Regions from separate parts of the Mus musculus genome. Here region 1 is linked to region 2. Evidence: chromatin contacts called from public HiChIP or PLAC-seq data. All regions are on one chromosome and are shown on one strand. Each heading gives the region's core, a stretch centred on a gene start, on an enhancer-like site or on the middle of the called end of the contact. The rest is flanking DNA. Distances are from core to core; before and after follow the strand shown.

What was found. HiChIP or PLAC-seq counts read pairs in DNA pulled down with a chosen protein or histone mark.
Region 1: a contact with region 2 is called in an H3K4me3 HiChIP or PLAC-seq map of bone marrow-derived macrophages, with 6 times the contacts expected there. The contact joins the promoter of Btnl1 here to the promoter of Ring1 in region 2. A contact is called at or near these places in 1 of 39 promoter capture datasets (cranial neural crest), 1 of 15 datasets of contacts at CTCF or cohesin (large pre-B cells), 10 of 115 datasets of contacts at active chromatin or transcription factors (the 230-238 cell line, bone marrow-derived dendritic cells, bone marrow-derived macrophages and 4 more) and 2 of 9 other capture datasets (embryonic stem cells and liver).

Annotation. Positions count from the first base shown.
Region 1 is chr17:34,373,351-34,380,692 of GRCm38.p6, forward strand. It overlaps Btnl1 (butyrophilin-like 1), which reads left to right and starts at 3,782. Exons shown (of 10, transcript NM_001111094.1): 1 at 3,782-4,042; 2 at 4,475-4,626; 3 at 6,144-6,497. The coding sequence starts at 4,545.
Region 2 is chr17:34,020,841-34,028,175 of GRCm38.p6, forward strand. It overlaps Ring1 (ring finger protein 1), which reads right to left and starts at 3,840. Exons shown (of 7, transcript NM_009066.3): 1 at 3,670-3,840; 2 at 3,449-3,578; 3 at 2,453-2,613; 4 at 2,139-2,354; 5 at 1,456-1,845; 6 at 843-1,116; 7 at 1-643. The coding sequence starts at 3,526. The coding sequence ends at 542. Mir219a-1 (microRNA 219a-1) reads right to left here and starts at 4,252; the gene lies at 4,143-4,252. It overlaps Mir219c (microRNA 219c), which reads left to right and starts at 4,172; the gene lies at 4,172-4,231. H2-Ke6 (H2-K region expressed gene 6) reads right to left here and starts at 7,215. Exons shown (of 9, transcript NM_013543.2): 1 at 7,162-7,215; 2 at 6,783-7,000; 3 at 6,566-6,682; 4 at 6,363-6,455; 5 at 6,176-6,261; 6 at 6,011-6,095; 7 at 5,823-5,865; 8 at 5,556-5,630; 9 at 5,193-5,385. The coding sequence starts at 7,207. The coding sequence ends at 5,369.

The DNA of each region.
Region 1 (7,342 bases), core at 2,532-5,031, 350 kb after region 2:
CTGTGAAGATTTATTTGCCCTGGTGTGCAAATAAATCATTTATTAGATGAGGATTTAGAAATAGCCAAGGTGTGTTTGCAGACTCACCATGTGACTTAATCCTCCTATGCAGAAGACAGAAGGTCGGTGCTCCACATGCGGTAGGTTTTTGCCTGAGCCCCATGGAAGTGGAAGTGAAAGTGGGGTAGAGAAGAGGTAGACCAGAGGGACGGCCTGCAAACACCTGGATCCATGACAAGGAGATTGTCAAGGTTAGAGGGCCATGTCTAAGGGGCTCATGGTGGTGCTAAAAATGATCTCCTGTGACTTTCAGACAACTGTGGTGTCTTTCCCCAAAGAACACCAGGGTCCTTTGTCACTCACACAAAGACCCCTTGCCTCCCTTTTCCAGAAACAGCTTTGACCTGAACAACCATGTTCTGAGGCCATTAGTCTGCCCATGTCTCTAATCACTCCTTGAAAGAACATGTTATCTCTCACTGACTGAGAGAGAGAGAGAGGGGAGAGAGGAGGCAACCTGGAAGAGACTTAGCTCAGCCTCCTTGAATTCTCACCAACACTTTCCAGTATGACAAAGGGCTGCCTGTCCACTACCCACCTTCAGGATCCATGCTGTACCCCCCCCCCCCGCACTCCTTCCCTCTTGCCCATCATCCAGGAGAGCTTCGGACTGTCTAAATGCTTAGAGAGATGAAGGTTTCTTAGAACCTATCACCATCTCAGAGAGGGAGCCAGACAGGGTGACCCTGCCTTGCCTCCCGGCATGTCTCCTCCTGGATACCAGCAGGTCTCTCCTGTGAATCTTGCTCCAGATGCTTCAGGGGTCTGAGGGTCCTTGAAGAAGGGTTGGATGGACATTTAAGGATTCAGAAAACTGGAGGCAAGAAGACTCCTCCAGGAAACTTGGGGAGTAATCCTTCAAATGAACTAAGACGGAAGGAAAGACCATCCAGAGACTGCCCCACCTGGGTATCCATCACATATACAACCACCAAACCCAGACACTATTGCATATGCCAGAAAGACTTTGCTGACCGGACCCTGATATAGCTGTCTCTTGTGAGGCTATGCCAATGCCTGACACACACAGAAGTGGATGTTCATAGTCATCTATTAGATGGAACACAGGACCCCCAATGGAGGAGCTAGATAAAGTACCCAAGGAGCTGAAGGAGTCTGAAATCCTATAGGTGGAACAACAATATGAACTAACCAGTACCCACAGAGTTGTGTCTCTAGCTGCATATGTAGCAGAAGATGGCCTACTCGGCCATCAATGGGAAGAGAGGCACCTGGGTCTTGCAAACTTTATATGCCCCAGTACAGGGTAATGCCAGGGCCAAGAAGTGGGAGTGGGTGGGTAGGGGAGCAGGGCGGGGAGAGGGTATAGGGGACTTTCGGGATAGCATTTGAAATGTAAATGAAGAAAATATCTAATAAAAATGGGGGAAAAAAGGTCTCAAAACTAAAGACAAAATAGGATTAGAAAATAGGGCTTCAATGCAGACAATAGAGCTGTAGTAATTACATGGTTACAAGGTGCAGCCAAGAGCTGGGGCAACTGATTTCTTTCTTTCCAAACTATGTGTTCCAGTTAGGAGCCGACTGTTTGGGTTAATCTCCTGATTGCTTTGCTTATGCTTAGGATTCAGGATGAGCTACAGGACCCCTTGGTTCCTCAGTTTCCTCATCTGACAGTGTACTGGATGGTAACCCATGTCCTTAATTTTTTGAGATTACATAAATTAACATATGGGAAACAAGGGTGTCTATAGCCCATCCATTTAGCCAAGTGCTTGCAAGCTCTATCACAATGTATCTGATGCTTTGATACACTGTCATCTCCTGGCTAGTCCTCTATTCACTTAAGAAAGAATTGAATAGACAGGGACACAGTTCAACTTTCGGATTCTCATTCACTCAGGCCTGGAGATACCCTCCACAGACATTGATTAAATCTGCCTCATCCAGATGGGGAATACACAGCATGAACAGCCTCAGCTGGGCCCTTCCATTGTAGTGCCAAGGAAGTGTTTGATCCTCAAAAAAAATAGACAGGAGCCAATCTGATGCAGCTGACAACAGGGTCTTTATTCTATTCCAGCTAGCTCAGGCCCCCTCAACACACCACTATCACGCAGGATGTTTTTGGTTGGGGGGTGCCCCAAATACCTAGGCTTTATAGTAAGCAGCAAGCAGGGAGTACACATGCAAGCATCTAATTGGAAAGCTATTTCACATAATTGGCTGGTGCTAGAAGTCATATCATAAACTTAATTTTTTTCTTAATTTCTGCTTCCCTCTGCATTGGTGGTCACTACAAGACTAGAGCCTGTAACCTGGGGGAACATGTTTATTGGGGGGATAGCCTGGAGATGCTGGTCTTGTTGAGGGTGTGACCTGGAGACGCTGGTCTTGTTGGGGATTAGCCTAGAGACTGGAGCTAGGCTTGGGTTTTGTTGGTGGGGGGGCAACTTGTAAACTAATGCCAGGTACCAGCCTGTTAGTTTACCTGAGTTCAAACTTAGGTCAGGTTTTCTAAAATGGAGTCTGAACTAAAAAGATTTGGCCTCTCACCATCTCCCTCCTTTGTCGGCGAGCAAAGAGAGGGAAAGCCTGTGAATGCTGGAACAATTATCTTCTTGCTCACAATGACAAGAAAAAAAAAAAAAAACCCTTACAACAGTCAAGAAATCTGTGATTTGGCTGGAGAGATGGCTCAGTGGTTAGGAACACTTCAGGGGGCCTGAGTTTGGTTCCCAGCCCCCACATTAGGAAGCCTACAACTGTCTGTAACTTAGCTCCAGGGAACCCGAAGGTCTCTTCTGGACTCCAAGGACACTTGTGTTCATATTCACAAGCACACAACTCTCCCCACCCCCAACACACACACACACACACTTAAAAATAAAATAATTCTTTAAAAGGGAAGAAAGAAAGCACTGATTTGAATCCTCAAAATTCTAGCTCTAAGATTGAACGTCCACAAGCAGGTCATAGGAGGCACACAATGGAATGGAACAAGCACAGGCAGACATTTTCTAACAAAATTGTACATATCACAATTGTACATATCACAATGCTAACTTAAAGATGAAAAAGAAGCTTTTGAAAGAAATCATTCCAAGAAAATAATTCCCTTTTAAGTGAAGATATTCACTGAGACCGTGTGACTTTCAGCAGTTGTGAAGGGATGACAATATACAGTAGAGTATGAAGATGCAAAATGGAGGTGGAGGTAGAGAGATGACTCGGTGGTTAGGGGCACTGGCTGCCCTTACAGAGGACCAGGGCTGGTTTCCAGCACTCACATGACAGTTCACAACTGCCTGTGACTTTCCTCCTAAGGGATTCTGACACCCCCTTCTGGCCTCCATGGATACTGCACACATAACATCCATGAGGACACAATACCCATACACATGAAATACATTTTAAAAAATGCAAGCCTATTGAGAGATGAAAGAGACCCCTTTTGCTGGCATTTTGTTTAAGACATGGTCCTGTGTTGTTCTGGTTGTCCATGAATTCACCATGTAACCAAGGCTCTACACATACGGCCAGAAGTCAATCATTGTGGGAGGGGTAGAAGCATTCTTGGCTTTATTCTCTCAATCTGTTAGCTGTGTGAGTGACCTCCAATCTGACCACCAGACCTGAGCGCTTCTCCCTGGCTCTGTGGGAGGCAGCTTATGGTGAGAAGTATCTTAAAGTGGCTTTCAAGTTCCTATCAGCTTGTGGCTCAGCCCAGTGCAAAGTCCCTTGGGCTTTAATTACTTCCACCCTTAAATAAGAGCTGAAGATGGCTGCAGCTTTCTCCTAGACTCCTCCAGGAGAAACTCTAAAGCCAGAGCCTGGGGGCAGCATTGTGTGTCCACCTTGCCACTGAGAACATCTACGGAAATTGGACACTCTGGCCCCAGCATCCACACGCTTGACTGTTGGCCACAGTAACACAGGTGTGGATGGTCCCCAGAGCCAGGGTCCAGGAGTGCACTGAGGATCCCTGGGGCTTCAAGGAACCCACAGCTCTGTCCAGACGGTGAGTGAGGGTTTGTGGTTTCTGAGGGAGGTGTGGGCCTGAAGAAGGGTGAATTGAAGTCATGAGGATATAGTGAGAAATGGTTCCTTTTTTGGGGGGAAAGTAGGTAAATGAATTTTAAAAAAAGAGTAAATTAGAAGAATGAAAATAGACTGAATGTGGGAGTGGTCTACTTTCTTGTATGACTTCACTGCCCTACATTGGACTCAGAGAACCCAGCTCCAAGATCCCCCTTGGGACCATGAACTCACAGAAAGGCGAGAGAAAATGGGAACTTGGCAGCTTTCCATGTCCACGGGGAAATTGTTGGTCTTCTGAATAAAGAGGGGACATGAAAGGCCCTGGGGAGGGCTAGGGTTGGTGGGTTTTGTCTTAAGGATTTTGTGGAAGACACAGCTAGAAACCCATGAATAACATTAAGTCTTGGAACAGGGAATTTTTTTCCTGAGAACTTTCACCTGTTGCCCTCCTATGGTGAACCTGGACTTGACCTTCCACTCTGATGATGAAGGGCTCCCCCTCCGTCCCTCCAGCTGGTTGTCTCCTCCCTCTGCTCCTCCTGCTGTTTACCGGAGTCTCTGGAGGTCAGTGTTCTGCCTTCTGTGCTGTGTTGTGTCTTGTGTTCAATGACTTCTCTTGTGTAAATGAACTCCCGTGGCCATCTACTGGCCAAGAAAATATCCTCCCTGATCCTTTGGGTAATTTTTATAAAACCTGGAACTGCGATATCTTCCTAACTCTTTGCTGAGTGTGGGTGAGTTTGGCCTATAAATGCTACAGTGCCTGTGTGTTGAGATATCCTTTGTATGTTCACTGTGCGTGTGAGTTTTCTCCCTGCTGTGGCCAGCTACCTGTCAAGAAGTTTAAAGGTGGAGAGTTAGCTCATGGTTTGAGGGTGTATGGCCGGGAAGGTGTGCATTAGGGGGTTTGTGTGCACAGGAGCACAAAGAGTTTGGACTAAGAGTTCTTAGGTTGTGACTTTAAATAAATCATTCATTCCCTCTGGGACATTATCTCTTCCTTCATAAAACAAAAGCATCTTTAGGTTAGAATTCTCAGACTCTGGAGAGAACTCAGAAAGGAGACCATGTGAATGGCATAGTGGGTAAATATAAGAATCCAGATGAAACCCAGGGCACTGTACATGCTAGACAACTGGTCTACCATCAAACACACCCCAGCCCTAGTATCAAAAATGTTAATGTCCATGAATGCCAATTCAAAACTCTGTAAATTTTTGTGTAAAACATTTTTGTGTATTTGTGTGCATATGTATGTGTGTATGTATGCATGTATTCATATGTGTACCTGTGTGCATGCATTGTGTAGTTTATTGAAGGATTGTTTCTAGTAATAGAGTGAAGTGCTATAAATGTTACTGATTGCCCAAACTGCTGCATAATGATTGCATTCATGTGAAACCATGATTCCCCACTGCACTGTGAAATGGTGGAACGGACTTTCTAAACTGAGCTGCTGACATGTATATATGCTGACACCTGGTGTTAGGCAGAGGAGAACAAGTGTCCCCTGAGTCACAGAGGCACCCCACAATTGGAAGCAATGCAGAACTGAAAAGAGCCTGTCTCCACTCTAGCAACGGTCACTGTGACACTCCTAGCTCAGAACACCACTCTCTAGAGGGTATCATGGCCAGGGCCACCAACCCTAAATTCACACAGAGTTCCCTAACCCTGCCCTTCCTCCCTCCATCCACCCCTCTCTCCTTCCCTCCCTCCATCTCTGCTGCTGCTTTTGTGATCTTGGCTATGTTGGCATATTTGAAGAATGTCCATTTCCTAAACTGTACAATAAACAGGCTGCGTATTTGAGTAGATTCTAAATACTGAAGAAGCTAATATTTCTGAACAAGCATTAATGTTGTAAAAGTCCCAAAAATACACACATGTATATACATATACACAGAGACCGAGACATTTATACACTGAACTATTAAATTTTTATCTGTTAAAATTTAATACTTTTTCTAAAGTAATACAAAGGAGATAAATGTTTAATTCCCTAACTGTGAAAGTGCAGTGTTGTTTGTTTTAAGTCTCATATCTCTAACTTGCTTCCGCAATCTGTCTCTGTTCCCCAGAAGTGTCTTGGTTTTCTGTGAAGGGACCAGCTGAGCCCATCACTGTCCTGCTGGGGACTGAAGCCACCCTGCCCTGCCAGCTGTCTCCTGAACAGAGTGCAGCTCGCATGCACATCCGATGGTACCGTGCCCAGCCCACCCCTGCTGTGCTGGTGTTCCACAACGGACAGGAGCAGGGAGAGGTGCAGATGCCGGAATACAGGGGCAGGACCCAGATGGTGAGACAAGCCATTGACATGGGAAGTGTGGCTCTGCAGATACAGCAGGTCCAGGCCTCTGATGATGGCCTGTACCACTGTCAGTTTACAGATGGCTTCACCTCCCAAGAGGTCTCCATGGAGCTTCGAGTCATAGGTGTGTGAGCTTGGCACAAGGTCACAATGTAACTGCCACCATCAGAGTTTAACATCACAGACTTTACATTTCTGAACCTAAGAGGTGTGTATGTGTGCATGTGTGTGTGTCTCTGTGTGTGTGTGTGTACATGTGTGTGGTGTGCATGTATGTGTACATGGATGTGTATATATGTAGATGTGTGTATGTGTATGTATGAATGTGTGTGGTGTGTGTGTGCATGTGTGTGTGTGTCTGTGTGTAAATGTGTGGTATGTGGTGTGTGCATGTGTGCATGCATGTGTGTAGTGTGTGTGTGCATGTGTGTGTCTGCATGTACATGTATGTGGTATGTGATATGTGCGTGTGTGCGTGTACATGCATGTGTGTGCATGCATGTGTGTGTATGTGTGTATGCATGTGTGTAGTGTGTATGCATGTGTGTCTGCATGTACATGTGTGTGTATATGCATGTGTGTGCGTGCATGTGTATGTGTGTGTCTGTATACATGTGTGCATGCATGTGTGTGAGTGTGTGTGGTGTTTAGTATGTGTGTATCTCTGTGTGTGGGCATATATGTGTATGTGACTGTGTGTGTGCGCATGTGTGTATATACACAGATATGTGTATATCTGTGTATGTGTGGAAGGCAGAGGTCAACCCCAAGTCACTGTCCACCATGTCTTTTGAGATGGGATTCTCACTAACTGAGCTAAGCCGAGTGGTCAGTGAGCCCAGGGATCCACCTGTCTCTGATTCCCAAGCTTGTGCCGCCACACCCAGGCTTTAATGTGGCTTCAGGAAGCTGAACTCTGGTTGTCAAGTTTGCACAATAGGCACTCTGCTCACTGATGAGGGTTGCTTG
Region 2 (7,335 bases), core at 2,590-5,089:
TATTTTTAATTCCGTGTGTTTGGTTGTTTTGCCTGCACCAGTCAGTGTACCACGTGTTCCTGGAGACTGTAGAGGTCAGAAAAGGGCATCCAACGCCCTGGCACTGGAGTTACAGATGGTTGGAAGCTACCTTGTGGATGCTAGGAATCAAACGGATCCTCTGCACAAGAGGCCAGTGCTCTTAGCCGCTGGGCCATCTTTCCAGCCCCCTCCCCCTGAGAGACACACACAGAGAACTGCAGGTTTCAAAGAAGAAATAAGCAAATTTGTTGTTGGGAGGAGGGCGGGGAGGGGGTCTTGTCCACCCTGCCTATCACCAGCAGGGTAGGAAACTAGGGTCTATAGAAAAGGCAGTAGTGGGTACAGGGCCCGTGCTGTCCAATATAGACTAATTCAATATAGATACTTTGTATAAAAGCCATTTGTCCTCCTTTGTCCTCTTGCTGTCTGGCTGGGGGGCTTTGGGAGATGAAGCTGGCAGGCTGAGCTGGGACACAGAGACACCCTGTGGTCCCCATGTTCCAGCTGTCCCCTTGTGACATCATTTTGGGTCCTTCGTGGGGGCATAGCAGAGCTCTAAGGGCCTGGACACCTTCCAGAACTTCTCGTTTACAAGCTCCAAGGTCAGTGATCCATTCAGCGTCTAGGGATGGAGAGAGGGAGGCAGGGGGAGGGAAGTTAAAAGAGGAAACGGACAAGAGGAAAAGGGGGGGGGGCGGGAGAAAGGGAAAAAAACCCTGAAAACCAGTGAGGGTGTGGCTCAACAGAAGCCCCCAGAGAAGGACAGAGCAGGGGCTGAGACGGGTCACCACCCTGGCTCTCTGTTACCATCAGATGCTCACCGTGAACGCTCCGCCCCCAGGAGCGATGTAGATGGTGTACTGCTTTTCGCTGACACCTTCCAGGCTGGGCAGCGCAGGCTCCTCAGGACCTTCGCCTCCTCCGGCAACGCCTCTCTCCCCACCACCCCCATCAGGTCCGCCTGTGTCCGAAGCACCCCCACCAGGCCCTCCGGGCTCTGTGGTTTCCTGCTGCTGCCTCCTCTCCAGGGCAATGCGCAGGGCCAGGTACTTGGAGAGATGATCCACTGTGGCATTCCCAGTAGTCTTCACGTACCTGGGGGTGGAGGGGGCAAGAGTCCTTGAGTGCACAGCCTTCTCCAAAAGTTCTGGCTGGGGGCGGGGGGGCACTCAGGTACCCCAGGCTAGCCTCTACCTTGCTATGTAGCTGAAGATGACCTTCGACTTCTCATCCCCCTGCCTCTGGGAATGACAGGTGTACACTACCACCCTTGGCTTATATGTTGCTGGGGAGCAAACTCAGGGACTCATGTATGCATGCTTGACAGACACCCTACTGACTGAACTACACCCCAGGCCCGAAGCCCCCTTCTGACACAGATTTCTGAGCTCGAGTTTCCAGGTGGTCTGGCTTTGCAAAGGCAGGGCTCCTCACCGAGTCTGGCAGTACTCTCCTTTCTCCACAAGCAGGGGATGGGGCCGGAACACAAGCTCAATCTCTCCACCGGGCTCTGGAGGGCTGGGGGCCCCAGGAGGGCTTGGGGGCCCCAGGGTTCCCCCTCCCAGGGTGCCGCCCCGGTCACCAGAGTCTTCAGAACCGGCACCCCCGCAAGCCCCACCAGCAGCCCCACCCCCTGTCCCTACACTGCTGGCCCCTGCACCCGCTCCGCGGGGTCGCTTGGGAGCAGGGCCTGGAGCAGAGTCTGGGGCGGAGTCAGAGCTTACATCCTCTCCATCCCCTTCTCCCTCCCCAGGTTCTCCTTCCCCCCCACTCATTGTGGCGGTCTGATCAGATCCAGGCATCGGCCGCCTCACACGCTGGGCCCTGCAGAAACAAACACTCCAGGTTATAAAGAGCAGGATTCAAGCCCTTAGTGTTAAACTTCAGGGGGAGCCCCCCCCAGGCCGTGGCCCTACTAGTGAGGCTTCCTGCTTCTATCTGATGGCTGGAGACACAGGCCTAAAGAGGGCTGGCAGAGGTTAGCTTGTTTGAGAACAGACACTTCCCTCAAATCCCAACGTCAGCTGCACGGTCGCCACCTGGCAGCTCGAATGCAGACTATCAGGCCCGTACTCCAGACAAGACCCATGGGTAACAAGGTCTCTGGTTCTCCACACCTGTGCATGGCCTGCATCCGGAGCCCTTCCTCGATACTGGAGCTCAGCGCCTGCTGGTTGTGCAGGCGGCTGAGGCGGATGAGCACCCGGTCCTGATGGGCCTCGTATTCCTCCCGGCTAGGGTAGATTTTGGAGATCAGGGCGTCGAAGTTGGGGTCCGGCCGTAGGGACCGCTTGGATACCAGCTTTTTCCGGCAGGTAGGGCACTCCTTGTTCCTGGGTGTGGGAGGAAGGGAGCTCTGTAGGGCCAACTCCCATCATGGATGCCCAGGCTGACCCGCCTGGCCCCATGGCAAACATGTCCCTCCTGTTACCCGCTCCGCAGGGCGGTGACGATGCAGTCCGAGCAGAACCTATGCAGGCACTCCTTGGTGGTCATTGTGTTCTTCAGCATGTCCAGGCAGATGGGACACATGAGCTCAGAATGCAGTGACCGAGGCGAAACCGCAATCTCTGTACCATCCATGATGGCTTCCTGGGTCATCAGAAGGTGGCAGTGGGTTGGGGGAAGGGGACTTTAGAGGCAAGCTTTGAGAAAGGTAAGAACCTGGACAGCCATGCTGACCAAACTGATGGGAATTCTGGGATGGAGGAGACCAATGACTTGGAGATTACCAGAACAGAAGGGATGAGGGCCCATTTACAAGGAGTTTTGAAACAGAAAGGCCAGGGTTTGTTGAGAGGACTAGGGCTGGGAATGGCACAGATCTATGGGTTGGAGGATATTTATGCTACAAGACTTCTTCATTTTTTGTTTGCTGTTTTCAAGACAGGGTCTCCATATGCATGTATTCCTGGCAGGCCTCTAAGCAGGCTGACCTCAAACTTAAGAGATCCACCTGTCCTGGCTTCAGGAGTGCTGGGGTTAAAGGCCTTCGCCATCACATCCGGCCTCAACAGGCTTTCTTAAAACTCTAAAGAGCAAGACTACCTAGACTAGAAGTTCAGGGTGTCTGTCAAACAGATTCCGATGTCGTCCCAGCGCACGTGAGTCAGAAAACTGGAGAGGGAATTATATTTAAGCTCGCAGGATGAATATATATATGTGTACATTGACATGTGGCTGTTGAGATGGGACAGGGCCGGGACGGTAAGTTCTGTTTACCGTGCTTCAATTAAAACGGTGATATCTGCTGTACCTCGCTGCCATGGCCACTTTGAGGGGTTAAATCGGATCAAATGAGGTAGGTGTTTTAGTGCTTTGAGAAGATAAAAGGTGATTCAAAGACAGAGTCGGGCCAAGAGTAGTGTGGCAGGGAGGGAGAGGGCTGGTGGGAGGGGGTAAGCTGGGGCTGGAAGATCCCTGTCACCTGCGGGGTCCGGTGCAGCTCATAGAGACTCAGTTCCCACGTTTTGCTGGCATTCTGTGCATTCGCCGGCGTCGTCATGGTGACGGGGCACAGACCCTCCCCCTCCAAGCGGGGCTCCGCTGAGAGAGGTCTGCGGAAGGGGGTGGGGGGAGACGCTGTCGGGGCCGCCCCTCTGCAGACCCCGCCCCCTGACCCTGGGCGTGCGCCCCGCGGCCCCTCACCCAGCTCCGGCCTTCGCGCTGCCCTGCTGCGGGCCTCTCCCCAGGAACCCCGGGGCTCCGCTGCCCTGGTCCGCTCGGTCCGCAGCTGCCACTCACGCCGCAACCCTTGCTGCCACCGCCACCGCCGCCATGGCCTGGGCGCCGAGGCTCGACGTCACTTCCGCCCTCCCTGTATCCCACCCCGCGACGGAGACGTCACCGCCCTCGCGCGCCACGCGCGCCGTGGAACCGGGTTCCCCCTCCCCCGCCGGGCGCGCGGTGAGCCGGCCCGGTGGGTGCTGGTGCATGTGGAGAGCCCGAGGGCGGAGGATCCCCTCCGTGGCGCTGATCCCCAACTTCTCTCAAGCCGGGCCTGAGAACCCCGGAAAGCCGGCCGCAGCTGCACCTCTGCTGCTGGGTGCGCGCCCTGAGATCCTAGGGCTGCGGCGGGGTCCCGGGTGTCCGGGGACCGTCCCGCGCTCCGCCCGGCCTCTCCCCCTCGAGGTTTGGGGGCGGCGGCTCGGGACGTCCAGACGCAACTCTCGGCCGGAGCCAGAGACTCGAGAATTGCGTTTGGACAATCAGGAGCCGCGGCCCGGGACGGGGAGAGAAGCGCATCGGAGGCACCGGGGATAGAGACGCCGCGCGGAAGCGGGGACACCAGATGGGGCGGGCCCCTGGGGGGAGTCGGGGAGCACACGAGTGAATGTCTGGCGTGGGAAAGTAGGCAAAGCCACTCCGGGACTCGGAGTGAAGGAAGCGGACGAGAAGGAGAGAGAAGGAGAAGGAGCAGGGCCATACCGGTTGAGAGCCGGTTCAGAGTCGGGAATAAGGGGCACAGAGGAAGAGACCGTGATGGGTATTCGTCCCCCCCGCCAGCCTGTGCAGCGGCTGCCAGGGGGTGTCCTATCTCTGGGACAAGTTAGCAGTGGGTCCCCTCGCCCCCCAACCCAGTTACCCCCTACTTCCCTGTTCTCTCCTTCAGTCCGTGGCCAGTCCTTATGTGGGCACCAGAGTCGATTAGCAAGGACCCCCTCCCCTTCCTCCTCCTCCCAGCCCCCTCCTTCTGCTCTCCTCCAGCCCCTTTCATCGGCTAGTCCATTCCCCTAATCCTGGCCCCCTCCCCTAATCCCCCCCATCCGACCCCAGGCCGGCTGCAGCTATTGTAAGGTGGAGAGAAGGGAGGGGAAAAGAGAAAGGAGGGGTGGGGGAGGGCCACCTGTTCCAAGACCCCCTTCCAAGGCCAGACTGGACACCAGGATGGGGCCAAGAACAAATCACCCTTGGGGTCCATAAGGAACTCGGGGAATGGGGGTGGGTGACTGGTGCTGCAGAACCAATGAGAGGGGGTGGGGGCAGAATCCCCTCCCTCTGAAAAGACCCAGAGTGTCACGCATACACAGTGACATACACTCTTTCCTCTCACACCCGGCGGCGGGGGTTGCCCTGGGAGACCAGGCAGTGAAAGGGAACAATCCCTGGAAAGGGGAGAGAGGGGGAGGTGGGGAAGGGTCTGAGGGCTTGGACACAAGAAGAACCGGAGGTGGCAGGGAAGAGGATTTGGAATTTATTAGGGTCACAAGCACCCCTGCCTTCCATATTCAGCATGCCTGAGCCACACACTGCCATCTCTTTTGTAGCCTGGGAACTTAGCGTCCTCATCAGCAGGAGGGCCAGGCAGTGGTGGGGGAGTGAGCAGAGTCCGGCTTCCATCAGGCAGTTACATGAAAAGACCTCCTGAGAGGGGCAGAGGCATTGGGACAGGTGCATGGGTGGGGATGTAGGCACCCACTTCTGTCCCTGGTCTAAAGAAGGGATGTCTGCTCTGCAGGCTGCAGGAGCCCCTCACTTTCTCATTACAACCTGGGTTCTGTTTTCCTGTCCTCCTCCCCATGAAGGCCTCATACCACTGACTTCCACGGAGGCCCCTGTGATGTATCCACTGTCTTCAGATGCCAAGAATGCAACCACATCTGCCACATCTGTGGGGATGGTGGGGGAAGGGCAGTCTTACTTCCTTAGATACAGATTGACTATCCCCTCTACCTTACACCCCCCCCCCAAAATCCTAAACCTACACCAATCATTAATCCCTGTGCGACCTTTTCAGTACTATTACAGATTTAAGGCTCTGTTCAAGCCCCCACCAGACCCTTTTTGCAATCCATGCTCACCCTCAGGGTCCCCCATGTGTCCCAACGGAATCATTGCAGTTACCTGTAAGGAAACACTCACGTGGGTAGAAGTTTCTTTTATGGACTTCCCCCCCCCCCTTACTTTTTCATCCCTCATTATGTACACGTCTGTGCCCAGCAATCTCTCTCAGAGACCTCTGACAGACTGCCCTCCACCCACAGCCTACCTTGTCCTTCACTTTCTCTGGCATTTTCTGGGTCATGGGCGTTGCAATGAACCCTGGGAGGACCGAGTTACATCGGATTCCATGTCTGTGAGAGGAAGAATGGATGCTGACCCCGGGAAGGACACTGACTCTTCTTCCCTTAGCAAGGTCCCCAGTCTGACCCACCGTCCAAGCTCCCGGGCCGCAGTCTGGGTGAGCCCAATCACTCCTGCTTTGGACGACGCATAATTCGTTTGTCCGATATTCCCCACCTACAGTGAGTCAGAGACCCAGAGTAAGTCAGGAGTCGTCTACAGGGGAGCCGCTTCCCAGCGCCCACGTGGCTAGCTGGCCTGGCCCAACTCATCCTGACCTTTCCAATGATGCTACTAATGTTGATGATGGAGCCACGACCGCCACTGGACACTAAAGCCTGGGCTGCAGCCTGAGTGACTAGGAAGGTGCCCTGGCACGAGAGGGTAACAAATTAGGCAAGATCAGCTGCGGTGGCAGCCTTCCTCTAAGTACTTCCCCAGGCTGGGGGCGGGCACAAGTCACAGGTTTAGAGATCACCACCTTGAGGTTGACAGCTATGACTCTGTCCCAGTCTTCTTCTGACATGTGGAGCAGAAACTCATCGCGTGTGATGCCCGCACAGGACACAACGACAGATGGCGGGCGAGAAAAGCAGGCCTATGTGAGGGAGGGGGAGGCTAACACCAAAGACCACAAAGGGCCGGGCTGAGGGGTGTGTGGCGTGGCGTGGCGTGGCGCGGCGCGGCGTCCGGTTCACCTGCACTTCCTCCAGCAGGCGTCTGGCTGCGGGGCCCTGAGACACATCCGCTTGGAAGGCAGCGTGCTTGCCGCGCGGCGCCCCGTCCTCGCTCCCCGGGCTTCCCAGCAGCCGCACCGTGTCCTGTGCCGCGGCCCCGTCCAGGTCGCAGGCGGCCACGGCGGCGCCCTCTGCCGCTAGGCGCACGCTGATCGCACGGCCGATGCCGCTACCCGCACCTGAGATGGGAGTCCGCGGAAGCGGGAGAAGAAGGGAGGAGGTCAGAGGTCACGGGGCGCAAAGTTACTGAAACTCAGACAACAGGGCCAGGGACTCAAGGGGTGGCTCTCGCTGACATGGCCCGGGCACCCCAACCCACCCTGAGAGGGAACCCCTGAACCTGTGACCAGGGCCAGCGCAGAGCGGAGCCGGAGCTGAGACGCCATGGCGGCTGTGGGTGGGCGTGCCCTGAGCCTAGGCCAATCTGAGCACGCCGGGGGCGTGGCTAGGCCCGGTACGGACCCAATAGAAACCACACTAGTCAGAGGCCTTTGGTAGCCACCAGCGCGACCTC